2 separate regions of the Sus scrofa genome follow, and region 2 is linked to region 1. A link is a contact called in public promoter capture Hi-C data. All regions are on one chromosome and are shown on one strand. Each heading gives the region's core, a stretch centred on a gene start, on an enhancer-like site or on the middle of the called end of the contact. The rest is flanking DNA. Distances are from core to core; before and after follow the strand shown.

Region 1 (7,224 bases), core at 3,156-5,655:
GGCTTTCCCAAATAAAAGCCACTGTAAAAAGGACTAGACAAAGTTTAATAGGCAAAATGACAACTGACAATTGCTGTGTCAGATCACCTACGGTGTGGACCCATTATCTTCACACATTGGTTGCCGTCATGATATCTCTTGTCCTATCTTTCACCAATCACCCAGATCCCAACCACAAGTAAGACCTACGGGTAATTCTTGTTATCAGGTCCTTTAGCCCTTTACCAAATAAACACCCATGAAGGTTCCATGAACCAAATTCCTCTCTTAAACCTGCAGCCTTAATCAGATGGTTTGTTAAAAGATTTTAGTGTCGTGCACAGTATTTTATAAACAAGGATGTATATAAAAAATCAAATCCTGGATTACACAAAAATGCAACGGTCCTCAAAAGGGGGCAATTTGTAGAAAACAAGAAAAGGGATTTGTTGAAGTTTGGGGCAAACATTACATAGCTTTTCTCTATCATCTAATTGTGTTAAGTGTGAAATCACTGCAAGTTGATTTTAAGCAAGTTGGTAACGTCTGTACTCTTTGAGACATAATACTGACACTTTTAAAGGTATCAATTCTGACTTATAAACTCAAGCGTGCTATTTAAGTTAACACACTCAAATAAATTCTGGCCTGTTTAGTTTTGATCAGGCCACTTCTAGAGGAAGGAGAAATATGCAGACTTCACTGATGGAATCCTCATGCAACTGAATGTTTTAGATGTCAGATGGCTTAAACATTTAAGTTCTAAGAGACACACAGTAATTTCTTGGCCTTTAAAATAAAGTTAAGAATGGTTTCCATGTGGCTGGAATAGCTGTTCTTACTATTAAGAATCAAAATAATTTTAATCAGCATCAGCTAGGAATGATGAGCTGAACCTGTCATCATCCCTAGGTTTTGATGACGGACCGTACATGAACCAAAACATTTCTACAGGACAACAGACAACTTCTGCTTTCAGTGGGTGAATCATGAAGGAGTCAAATGAGATCTTACTTCCTTTGAAATCTGATTTAGATCTGCTGCCAGCAGAGAGCACCTCTTAGAAAGGGACTGGAAAATGAATTGATTATCACTTTGATGATATCATTATGTATAGCTGCCTTGAGGAAGTACCTTTTGTTATGGCACCTGCCTTTGGGACTCCTTCCCATTATCAACTGCTGTCCTCACAAATGTAAACCATCCTTCACACTGGGAGAAAACTCCTGGCTGTGACATTTCAGAATGGTTTATATCAGAGTGTAGATTTCCATTTGAAATTGACCACCTCAGCAAGGCAAGGCATGGAGAAAGGGAACTATACTCCCAGTTTCCCAATATGCTACCAGTGGTTGCTTTGTGACACACAATTTTGGACCCTTCTCTAGAACTTGAACGAACTCAGGCTCTGTTTAGAATGTTTTATGCCAAAGGAGCATTTAAAAGTATAAAAAAAGAATAAAAATGAAACATCTTTTAAACTAACACCCCCTAAGAACTTGGGTACAACAGATCTCAATAGCCGCTCTAAGACATTTCAAATCCACTGACATGTCTTTCTAAGGAAGCAAGCAGAAATATCCTACCTTAAGAAAAACCAGATCCAGTATCATAAAATTTAAAAAATCTACATTTCAATGCACACGAAGGAAAACAGGCAGCTGCTGCAAAGCTTTTATCTGAAGGCTAGCCTTGTCTCTACTCCAGAGTTCATCTCAGATTAGAGAACAAGACAAGAATGTCATTGTAGAAACAAGATTGATTATGGAATTGATCTCCCACGAGGCTTAGATAGGGATTTGAAATTTTCCGAACCGGGCCCAGATCTACTGTATATTAGAAAAAATCTGAAGCCCTGGGCTTTGCTTTTTCAGTACTATCTCTGAAAATTCTGCCCTTGGCTCTGTCATGCCTGAAACTCCAGCTTGGGTAAGAGAAGCAGATTCATAGAGCAAAAGCTTCCAAACAGACAGAGATCACAATCTGTCCCTCTCCTTCATTCTTCCCCCGTGGAATTCTTGCACGTTTAGTTGACTAGGGGCAAGCCTTTTGCCCTCATCTTCCCCATCACTTGATTTCTCTCCAGTTCCTGGAGGAGGAGTCGCTCTCCTGGCTGCAAGCCAGGAAAAGGGTGCAGTTTTACCAAAGGGGAATCCCTGGCTCCCCCGCCACACAGGCAGTGCGGGAAAGCCAAGTTCAGAAAAGTTCTTCCGGAGGCAAGAATGGAAAGAACTGCAGCGCCCTGGCCAAGCTGCCCTTGCAGGAACGCCTGCAGTCTGCCCACGGTGGGGCGCTTTGCGGGATGACTCCCCGCCTCCGTCTCCGCCCCCTCCACCCGGCTCCACGCCTCACCTTCGTGGTGGAAGCTGCGCACGGTGTTGGCCAAGCTGGCTGCCCTCTCCAGCCGGTGGTCCGGGGCAGGCGCGCCTGGCTGACCCGAATGTCGGCGGTACAGGTCCAGCATGTAGGGGGGCACCACGGCGTCCCTGCTCGGGGTGGGTCTCTGCTTCAGGCCGAACATGCTGAGCAGCCGCAACTCAAACTCGCTGAGGACGTCGTCCGAGGGCTGGGAAGAGGAGAGGCCAGTAGACGCCGCGAACTTCCTCCGGCCCAGCTCGGGAATGAGGTCGGCCGCGCCGCCCAGGAGGACCTGGGGAAGCAGCAACGCTAGAAGACAGCGGGTCCCGGCCACCATGGTCGACCTGCGGACAGGGCCGACGTGAGTCACGGAGCTCCCCGCCCAGCCCTCCCCCTTCCGCCCCCGCCGCCCGGGCTCCTGCTCGGTCCACTTGCCTCCTCCTCCAGGGTGCCCACCCGGCCGACAACACTCAGAGGAGCTGAAGCTCGAACGTTTGGGAGAATAGAAGACCCTCTAGTTCCTGAGCCAGATGGCTTTCCCCTCCCATCCCATTCTCAATCGGTCTGACAAGATTTGCTTCCCCTCCCCCCACTCGCCTGGAGTCAGTGACTGTCACCTTTTTTTTTTCCTGTGACACTCGCGGTGACAGCCAGTGCAGGGAATCTGGGGAAACCACCTCTTGGTCTCACACCCCTCCGTCCCCTAAACTAACCCAAACACACGGCGCTCACTTGCATATAAACACGCAGGAATGGTGCATGTGACTTCCTTAGAGGCGCTGTATAGAACTTCCTGATACACACACACACACACACACACACACACACACACACACGAGTCTATAACTTCCAGAGCCAGTAAACTCAAGGGCACAACTTCCGAAGTCACTTGCAACCTGTGGCCCACGCCTCTAACCTCAGAAGTGTCAGGGCAGGCCACTCCATCCCTAAACGCCCCTTGTGCAGCAATGATACACTGGCATCTTCCTGGTATGTAGATGGCTAGTATCTATTAATTCACGTGTCAGTACGAGGTGGCACTAAAGAACTGCCCCTCCACCCCCCACCCACCCAGCATTCCTGGAAACAAACAGGTTGAATCACAACTTCTGCTATTTTCTTAAATGGGATGCAGCTCTGACTACAGAGAGCAGGTCTCCTGGAGAAACTTTCAGAACTTAGAAGGGATTGCCACGGCAGGGCACACAGGTTGGCAGCTAACGGGTGAACAGCTACCCTCTCCAAGGGATTTCTTTGGCTTTTTTTTTTTTAATCATCTGAGTGTTAACAGCCCTAATAAAACACCAAAGAAGGGGAGGGGACGGGGCGGAAGAGTGCAAACCGGGCCCGAAAAGCCGAGGGTCGCCAGGGGCGGTAGGATGGGGGCATCGCCGCAGGGGCTCGGCTGCACGTGGACCTGTTCTGTTTACGGCTGGCGGGGCCTGGCCCCGGGGAGGGGCTCAGCCGCAGCGGCCGCCTGGGCCCCGCGCCCACCCCCAACCCTGGGCTTGGCCCACGTTGTCTACCTTTAGGAGACCGCAGACCGTCTAAGAAGCACGCGGGGACACGTCCATTGAAAGAGCCTCCACATGGAAAAAGCTCTGACTGAAGGACCTGGCACAGGGACCGGGTTCCCTTCCTTCGCCTCCTCCTTCTCCTCCCGGGTGCCGGCCGGGCAGTTCCTCTCCGCACGCAGGGAACGGCGTCTCGGGTCAAGCCCAGCGGAGAAGTGGAGGGGCGGCGGAGTTCGCAGGCAGCGAGGCTGGGTCCGCTGGGGCAGAGGCACCGGCGCGAAGTGAGGAGCCCAAGTTATTCTCCCTGCAAGTTCAAGAAGTCTCCAGCCAAGTGCTGACACACAACAACAGCGAGCAGGGGGAGGAGTGCGGAGCAGGGCAGGGAAGGGAGAAAGGAAAAGCTGGTGCTGTCCTTGTCCTTAGGAACCAGCGCCCGCGGGACGCGTGGCCCCGCGCGGGGCCGGCTCCGGGACTCGGGGGGCGAGGGTCGGTCGCTCAGTGCTAGCTCCGCCGCGGCCCCTGGCTCGGGCCAGCCATCCTGGGCGACGCCGGGTCCAGGGAAGGGCGCAACGGCGATCTCGGTGCCGGGCGAGTTGCCCCCCCGCATCACTCTGCCTTCCTCCAGCGCACCCCCATTAGCGCTAGCCAGTTGAAACCACCGCTCCGGCGCCCCGTCGTCCTCGGGCGCATTCTCCGGCGAGTAGAGCTGAGTCTCGGGCCGCCGAGGCGGGTGGCCGCGCTATCCCCTCGCTCTCCTCGCCCTCGGGCCAAGCAGCTGTGCCCTTTGTGGCCAGTCTGGGGTCCGATCACACCTCGGCCGGCGCCTTCCAGGCCCCCGAGCTCCGGCGGGTGGTGATCTGCATCGCGGCGCTCGGGGTGGGCTCCTGGCTCCCCTGCGCTCTGCGCGCGGGTCTTCCGCTCCGGCGCGGCCCGGGCAGCCGAGGCCACGGCGCAGCGGCGCGCACGGCCGGGCGCTCCAACCCGCGCGGGGTATACGGGCGCTGTTGCCTCGGAGCTCCCAGTAATCCACGAGGCGCTCGCCCCGAGGTCGTTCGGGTGGGCGGCGGAGCCTGCGGTGACTGATGTCCGGCGGCGACTGCCAATCCCCGGCGGGGTGTGGGAAGCGGAGCGGCGGGCACAGCGCGAGCCGGGCGCAGCGCGGCGCGGCGGGGCTAGGACTCCGGCGGCGACGGCGGCGGCGGCGGCGCCGTGGCGCAGCGCTCGCGGCTTTTAAAGGGGACGCCGCCTGCCGTCTCCCTCCCGGCCCAAGCTGAACACCTCCCCCTCGGTGGCGCGGCTCGCCGGGGATCCCCGAGCGGGCGGGAGCGGCTCTCAGGGGTGTGGACCGCGCGCCGGGGCAGCCGCGGCGGGGTGGGGCCGAGGGCGGGGACCTGTGGCCGCCGAGGGGGCGCTAGATCATCCAGCCCCTGCCCTCCAAGAGGAGATCCTTCGGAGCTCCCGCCTCTGGCTGGGACATTGGGGGTGAAATCCCGGACAAATACCAGGTCTACTCTTATTTCCCCACCCGGCCCGTTATTCACCTTTCAGTTTGAAGATGTTTAGTAATAGACGATCAAACAAATAAAAACTCAACAGAGTGACAAGGCTCAGGGTACACGCTTCTGCATTTCCCCGGGGGTGGGAGGGGAATTAAAAGAAAACTAGAGATTGAGTATTGGGTGTTATTTAAACTTTAACTTAAAGAGGTATATGTATTTACATATGTAAATTTTTATATAAATAAATCTGCACTATTTTATTCTAATAAATATATATGCAATACACAAGTATATACGTGTATGTCTCTATAAATACATCCATATATGTACATAGGTGCTAACGAAAGCACACATTTCTATAAATATATGTGAAAGGTTTATCATTTTGCTGTCAGGTCATGTGCAACGTGAGCTCTGTGTGTGTGTGTGTGTGTGAAGAGAGGATGAGAGGGGGTTTGTTTGTTTGTTTGTTTGTTTATTTATTTATTTATTTATTTATTGAGGTGGCAGTCAACTTCATGCCTTGCGATATTTATCTTGCCCAACTCAGAGGCAGGCAATTCGCAACTCAGAGGAAGGTAAAATAATGCACAGTATGAGCTTCACAGACCAGAATCTTTTGGTTGGAGACCCTAGAACCTTATGCCCAACCCACTTCCACCAGGCTCCTGAAGCAAGTTTGTGACATGCGGTAAAGTGACTTGTCTTCCTCAGCTGAGATAGTCCCCAAATCTGCTGCACCACAAGTTTCAAGGCCAAGGCTCTCTGTCCTTGCCAGGATTCCAGGATCCGCCATGCGCAGCTCAACTCATTTACCCAAATGATCCCAGAAGCCAAACGCAGAAAATTTTTTGAAAAGGTGAGAGCAGTGAAATCGAATTCACCTGCACGGAACCTTCAGCCCGCAAAGCACAAAGAGGAAAGTCTGCAGCGGGAATTCATAACAATCTATTACCCATGTGTATTATTTTTTTTTTCAGTTGGAAAGCTAAAGTAATTCTAGGTTCCGCTCATGTAAATCGGATTAGCAACCCACAGAGGGGAATTAGGCACTCGCTGTTTCTGAAAGTATAAAGGTCAAATAAGGTATTTCTGAGGAAGACTGCCTACTAGGAAAATAAATGGGGGGCAGAAGGAGGGACGAAATATTCAGGAACCTGGTGCTTTCTTTTCCCTGAAAATGAAGCTCGATGGAGGCTGATTATCATTGTGCATCATTGGATACCAAACAAGCTGGCATGAGAACATACTTTGTGCACAGACACTTTAAGTCAAAAAGTGTTTATTGTGCTTCTGAAACTATTTCCTTTCCTATCAAGCTTAATTGAGGAGTTGACAATTGTTTCTGTCATCAGTGAGATTTAAAAAACAAAACAAAACAAAACTTATATGAAACCTAAATCAGTATGCAGGTTTTAAAGAAGAGAAAGTTGACAGCTGTCGGATTGTCATTTTATGAAATAATCTTCAATAATCAAAAATCAGAGGGAAAATTGGCACTTCTGGATACTCTATCTCATCTCAGTGTTGCCCATCACAGGATCTCTTTTATGTGTTATATGTGATTTTCACAGGGGCTGGTGCAGGCCTTTCCCAAACACAACTTCCTAAATTTTGGCCCTTTCTCTGAAAAGCTGGACTCTCTGGTTGTTTTTTAGAGATGGCTGCCCTCTTGTGGTGGAAATGAGTTTGAACGCTTGGGAGAGAGAAGTCAATAAATAAATAAGTAAATAAATAATCTCTAAAGAATGATTGGGGATACAAAGTACAGAATGACCATACCTACCCATTTTCCAAGCAGTAGGAATAGTTGAAAACAATAAATCTAAGTGGAAATGACCTCATTTTATTCTTTGCGAATAGCCACCTTTCCA
Region 2 (7,224 bases), core at 1,448-3,947, 330 kb before region 1:
TGAAAATTCTTTGCTTTGAGTTTGCAACATATGTGGTCATGAATTTGGAAGGAAGGCAGGCAGGAAGGAAGGAAAGAGGGAGGGAGAAAGGAGGAAAAAGGGGAGGGAGAAGGAGGGGAAATGGAGGGAAAGAAGGGAGGAAGGAAGAAAAGAAAGAAAAAAAGGAAAATAGACTGATTCTGATGAGTTTCCATTTGTTCCCTTGATGGAATGTATTTAATCGTTTTCCCTAAGATATCTCCAAGATATGAATGGTAACAGGATGTTTATACCAGAGATAAGATTGGACTGAAATCCTAGTTCACTCTGGGAGCTAATAAAAGTGAAGATTTGAATTTAAGTATCACTTTCTCCTCGAAGCACAGGAACAAGGAAACAGGGGTCAAAAGGGCAGCAACAGTGTTGTAAGCACTTTATCTGAAACATAAACATCACTGGAGTGCATTTTGGACCAAATTACCTCTCTCAGATCTGGGATGTTAGCATTCCTGCCCTACTTAAGCATGCCAATTTTACTGCGGCTTTGAGGAGAGCTGGTCAGGGGACTTGGTTGGACACTTGAGAAAAGGATCTTACCTCAAGGACTAATATAACTCAAGCAATTAAAAGGCATCCCACCAAGGAGAACCTCATAAAACCCCAAATCCCTGGAACAGAGTCCTTACCATAAATATCACAGGCAAAGGGAGCATGTATCACTCCACTCCTGAAGATACTGCAGTCACCTTTCTCTTGTAAACACAGTTAGTGGACCCAGAAACACCGAGCTTGAAAGACTGGAACTTCTGCACAATATAAAGGTTTCTAGGGATATTTTATTCCTGGACAATAAAGAAGTAAATAAATAATGAACAGATAGATCAAATCTATGATTTCAGTACACCGTAGCTGGATCTCAGTTTTTCAATGGATTTTGCTTTCTTCAATTCCGCCGTGACCACACTGTGATGAGATCGTAACACTTCGGATGCAGAGAACTTTTCCTTTCAAAATGAAGTTAATAATCATTATCCACAATAGCCAAAAGGTGGAAAGCCCAGGTTCACACCCCTTCACTTATATATTTGAGGGGATGAGGTTTAGGAGAATTGAATGGAGAAACAAAATGTAACTTATACATACAGTGTTATATTATTCAACCTTTAAAAGGAAAAGAATTCTGCTGCATGCTATAGCATGATGAATCTTGAAGATAGCATGCAATGTGAAGTATGCCAATCACTAAAGGACAATATGATTCCACTTAAATGAGGTACTTAGAGAAGTTAAATTTACATAGAAAGTAGAGAGTGGAAGAAGGGCATTTGTCAGGGACTTGGGGCAGGGAGAAACAGGGAGTTTAATGAGAAGAGAGTTTCAGTTTTGCAAGATGGAAAGAGTTCTGGAGGTGGATAGTGGTCACAGTAGCATAGGAATGTGAATGCCTTTAATACTATTGAACTGATACTTAAAAATGATTAAGATGGTAAGTTTTATGCTATGTATATTTTACCACAATAAAAATAATAAAAACATTTTGAGTTCTCATCATGGCTCAGTGGGTAAGAACCTGACATAGTGTCCATGAGGATGTGGGTTCGATCCCTGGCCTCACGTAGTGGGTTAAGGATCCAGAACTGGTGCAAGCAGATGTGGTTCAGATCCAGTGTTGCCATGGCTGTGGCATAGGTTGGCAGCTGCAGCTCCCATTAGACCCCTAGCCCAGGAAATTCCATATACCTCAGGGGTATATACCTAAGAAGAAAAGAAAAAAAGTAAGCGAAGTTTACTATGAAATTAAATTACTTTTACATTTATTTTGGGATATCACGATTCATCCCTGTTCCAAAAAGAGCTGTCCTGCCATTAACATGAGAAATAGCCCATTACAACAGTCTCAGCCTCTGTACACTTCTTTTTTGGATGTCCTTGACTGAGAAGGCATTAGTAGCTATTAAAGAGAAGCAAGTTAAAATGTTAACAACTGTACTTTTCCTGTTGTATTGGCAGATGCTCTCACCATAGAGTTTGATACCATGTACCTGGCAGGATCATCCAGTCAGTAACCCTGCAAATGTACTAATGAATGAGGAGACAAGGATTGCTTGAAAACCCAAACTTTGCAAAGCTGTAAATTGGTCTGGAGTGTTGCTTCCAATCTTATTAGCCAAAAAGTTGCTCAGCCAGCCTGCCTCTTTGCTCATTTTTGCCTGTTACCCAGTCTAGAAATGCTTCCTGCTGGAACTCTTCCTCCTGGATTAGTAGCTTTGGTTAACCAGGCATTTCACTTGCTATAAAATGTGGATATTCTAGGAAAGATGAGAGCAAACAAATAAATGAGGATTTGGCTGAGGGAGGGTACAAATTCTTAAGAATAAAAACATAAATTAAAACCAAATATACTGCACTTCATATTAGGAAAGTTGGGAGAGCTTTAGATTTTCAAATAATGTAGCTTCCATTGGCTTTGAATTGTCTTTAAAAGAAATCCTCCTGTTTTCATTTCATTTACTTTTCCATTCTTTCTAAAGACACTTGTTAGGTGAGCATGGTATTTACTCTGCCTTAACAATGAGGGGCTTGGGAATGAAATAAACAAATGCAGCCCATCTCCACCTTCATTTGATTTTGTGTAAAGACCCATTCACATGTTGAATGCTTGCAAAGATTTGGCAAAAGTACTATGTTTACACTGGAACAGGAATCTAGACCTTTGCTCTTAGACTGACATCAGTTCTTCCCTCCTGTTTGCATTAGTCTAAAACCTTTTAACTGTGCAGTGATCTCTTCTGTGGTCCCATTCTTCACCTGAAGAGGGTAACTCAGCTGCTCAGTGCAGGATTTCCTAATGGGAGAGTAGGGGCTAAGGTGGGTAGGAGGATGTTGCACATAGGATAGTGGCTTCTGAACTTCATCATGCTAATTAAAAATAACAACAATGATGCATGTTCTGCCTGTCGGTCATCATACAACACAGAAGAAGCCTGGGACTCAGCAAAGTGCTGGTTCTCTCAGCCAGGGGAAAAATCAAGTTCCCGAGTTTAATGGAAGAGACAGGGCCAATACAAATGAAGAAGACAGAAATGCTTCCAAAATAAAAAAGTTAAGTTTAAATGAACATGTGAAAAATCATTCACATGAAGGCTTGTGGAGCCACAAGAATGAAAAAAAAAAAAAAATTAAGGAGAAGAATAAGGAAAATAATTTTATATTTATCGTGTTTGTCAGACCTTCTTTTATTTATTCATTCATTCATTCATTTATTCACTTATTGACCACCCCTCAGTTTATGGAGTTCCCTGGCCAGGGATTAGATCTGAGCCACAGTTGCCACCTACGCAGCAGCTGCAGCAATGGCTGGATCCTTTAACCCATTGCGCTGGGCCGGGAATCAAACCTGCATCCTAGTGCTTCAGAAACTCTGCTGATCCCTTCACACTGCAGTGGGAACTCCCTTCTTTCCTTTATGTGTCTCTTATTTGATTAAGTTCATTCATTTGCATAATTCAGAGTGGATGGTGAATGAGATGTAAGAAAACCAAGATATTTGCTGTAGTAGGTTCATGATACAAGACACATGAAGAGCCCTGCTACATTAAATTCATTTATACAATAATTTGGAAATCGAAGCATCTTTCATCAGTTAAAAAAAAATAAGGCTCGATTCTCATGATTAAAATTAAATAGAAACAACTAAATGTCTTTAGCTGATATTCAGACAAAACAAATGTCCTTAAAATATTTGATTTCTAAAAACATTTTGCACGTTTTACCTATGACTTTTAGGTAGTCATAAACATCTTTAAAGCCAATATTATAGCTACCCTTGAGTAACTGACTCCAATTACTAAGTCCTCACCTGTTTAATTTTATCTTAAATAATTAATTTTTCCTTGTTCTTTTTTTCATGAAATCCTTTCCCTAATGTTTAAGGCTAAGCCATTGTGTACATTTATCACAGATAACTAAGATAGGTAGTGCAAGTGGCCAGGAAAACTAAGAGGGAAAAGCTGGCGAGGACCAGCACAGAGTATCTAATTCATATGTACAAACAACAGTTCTTTCTCATAAATGACTGGCGAGGTATGAATCAGCCCATAGAGCTTGCTGTTGGTCCAAACTATACTGATAAGTGAACATAATCAGACAACTCCAGGCCCTTAGACAGGAACATCTATTTTTAGGGCATCACAGGGTTCACCAAGGAGCCCGATAGAGAGAGAGAAGATCCATGGTAGACAATGTCAGGCTTCATTAAAACACAATAAACTCGACAAAAGGGTAAATTCGCAATGATGGCATGCACAGACACACATAGATACACACACACGTACATGCACACACAGACACAAATACATACCACAGAGATAGACACATAGGAAATAAACACTTGAAATAAGACCTCAAATCTTGAATAGAATTTGATCTGCCAAAAAGTTATCTTTTTTTTTTTTTTTTTTTTGCTTTTTAGGGCTGCACCTGCAGCATATGGAAGTTCCCAGGCTAGGGGTTGAATCGGAGCTGCAGCTGCCAGCCTACACCACAACTCACAACATTGCTGGATCAAACCCATGTCCTCATGAATACCAGTTCGGTTCATTTCCACTGAGCCAAGACAGGAACTCCCTCTATGGGGTGAGTAAAGTGTTTTAAAATTGATTGTGGTGATGGTTACACAATTAAAAGGCTAAATGTACTGAAGATCACTGCATTGTGTGTTTCAAGTGGATGCCTTTTATGGTATGTGGATTATATCTCAATGAAGTCAGTAAAATAAAGCGTCATTGTTTACTCACTAAATTGGTTGATCTTTTGCTTATCTTTTTTTTTTCATTATTACTGAACATCTGGACTAGCCTATAAACTAGAAAATAGAGAGCATAAATGAAAAGAGCCACTTAAATAAAGTGGAATTGAGCCAATGTCCTCCTTCCTAATACATTGAACTTTACTCTTTGCAACTGAGATTCCTCCTCAGACCACACAGGTACCACCATTACATCTTCTAACTCAAGCTATAAGAACAGAATCCCTAAGGACAGTTTTTACCAATGACCCTCAAAGTCAGATCTAGAGATGTTTTCCTGCTCTTCACAATAGTGAGATTTTGAATCAGTTGTGTCAGTTCAAGGATTTTTTGTCCCCTCTCTCTGATCTTTTATTAGAAATAAAAGGGGCAGCTCCAGTGATACCCTCTGAAATGATATTATATATCAGCAGAGGTTTTTTTTTTTAATGGAAACATTTCATGAAAATATAATTTACCTGTTTTAATCATGTGAGCAGGAATCAAAAGTGGGAACGTTTTAACAAAAATGTTCAAAACGAAATCCTCCATTTTCACAGAGCATGTGGATCTGCTCTGTAAGACTGCGGTTTCCACTTCATAGAAGAGGGAAGAATGCACGGAAAAGGCACTTACAAAATATGATGGGGAAAACCCAGTTTATGAAAATGTCAGCATCTCTATAATCCAGAGGAACACATATTACAGAATTTATTAAGACCACCTTAGAATAAAACTACACATTTTGGCTACAAAGCACCTTACAATAGCACAATTTACTGTATATTGAAATTAATTATAGGTTCAGACCGTCCTAGTTCTATTAATGAATTCTCAAAAGAACTTCTTCCTTTATTTCATGAAAATTTCTACAGCATGGAAGACATACAACATAAAGGTCAGGGTCAAGCAAAATTATCTTGTATTAGATATGCCATGAAATCTTACTGAGGAAAACAACACTGTGGATTCTGGGGTTACTATTGGCGATTTCTCCGAAAGATTTTAAAATTTCATTATCACATTTTGTTCCAAAAACTGAAGTTCTTTCTTGAAACTCCATCTCCATTTAGGTGAGATCTCATATCACCATTTAAAGGCCTCTTTCTTTCTCTTCCTATAGAGTTTCTCCAAAGGCCATCAACAATGGCATTTTTGTATAAGTTAATGCTTTCCAAACCTTAAAGTACATGTGAACCACTGGGGATCCTGTTAACGTACAAGTTATGTAGGTTTGGAGCATGGCCTGAGAATCTGCATTTCTTATATATTTGTGCTGTGGCCATTGCTGGTAGTCCACAAGCCATACTTTGAATAGCAAGAGTTTAAGCCATATAATTTCACAAGAATTGCCTTTTTAAACTCTTGTGTATTAGTAGGTGCAACTCACGATCCCTTAAATACAGAAACAATTTTGGATTTTCTATTTATCTTTATCTCCTAGCATAATGATCATTAATACTGTCAATGAAAAATAGGTAATTGTCAGTTGACTCGGCTAGAAGCAAGGAAATATTGAAACATTAGTCACAGCAACGTAGACAGTTTATAGGTGAATTTCTGGCAACTAGAGGCTCCTTTTTAGTTATTGTCTCAGTGACATAATCCTAATTGCATCAAATGTGCTGACTGACTCTAGCAAGCATCTTGAAAGTGATATGTTGGAGTCAAATTGAATGTTGCAAAAAGACGAACTGAGATGACAAGAAACAGCCATCTGTCTACTCCTAACGCTTAGAAATTCTGATGACGTAACGGAGTCTGAAGGAAAGAAAAGACTATTTTCCTGTGCCCAGAATGAAGAAGGAATCAGGGAAATAAATAAGAGCAGATGCTGTGGCAATGCACTTGGGCAGAGGTAAGCCCTTGGAGCCGGGAGCAAGTGTTTATACAAACCCAGTGACAGGTCAAGTGACGTCTGGCAGGCACACCGAGGCCCTGCCAAGATCCCCCTTCAAGAAAGAGTGCATGGCCCAGCTGCAAAGGGTATTATGAGCTGAACAGCCTTCAGATGTTAGTTAACATCACATGAGACTCTCCTCAACTTGATAGCTTTGCATTGCTTAAGCCAATGGCTGAGCCAACCTTCGGTCTAAGGGCCTCGCTCTTTCCATACAACATGGGAGGCATTTAATGGACCGTCTTTGTCCCAAAGTCCCGTGTCAGATTAGCAGACTTTAGATCTGTCCTGGAGTCAGAAGCTCCCCCCAGTTGGCTTCCTTCCTTGTCCGTTCCCAAGTGTTATTCACCAATAAACTGGGTACACACCTAACTCAATCTCGCATCTGCTTCCTATAGGACAACTGACGCCTGCCCACCAGTATTTGAGAAGGGAAGAGTTCTCAGGCCACCTCCCTGAAAGGCTGGCCCCCTTTGATGTAGGTGTGGCCATTATTGACTGAATCACTCAAGCTCTATTTTGTCCTCATTCTGACTGGAGGTGTTGAAAGCAAATCAGA

The links. Promoter capture Hi-C pulls out the DNA fragments that hold promoters and counts their contacts.
Region 2: a promoter capture Hi-C map of liver shows a contact between it and region 1, with 6 times the contacts expected there. The contact joins the enhancer-like site here to the promoter of BMP2 in region 1. A contact is called at or near these places in 1 of 5 promoter capture datasets (liver) and 9 of 47 Hi-C or Micro-C datasets (alveolar macrophages, brain, embryonic fibroblasts and 6 more).

The regions. Positions count from the first base shown.
Region 1 is chr17:15,747,668-15,754,891 of Sscrofa11.1, reverse strand. It overlaps BMP2 (bone morphogenetic protein 2), which reads right to left and starts at 4,405. Exons shown (of 3, transcript NM_001195399.1): 1 at 3,864-4,405; 2 at 2,332-2,681. The coding sequence starts at 2,674.
Region 2 is chr17:16,078,059-16,085,282 of Sscrofa11.1, reverse strand. No RefSeq gene overlaps it. Among named protein-coding and RNA genes, the nearest start is that of BMP2, 330 kb to the right of the region's middle. Within about 2 kb of position 2,697, at least 3 of the 83 cell types and tissues checked have an H3K27ac peak or open chromatin away from gene starts, as enhancers often do. A contact at or near this core is called in liver, where this site is marked.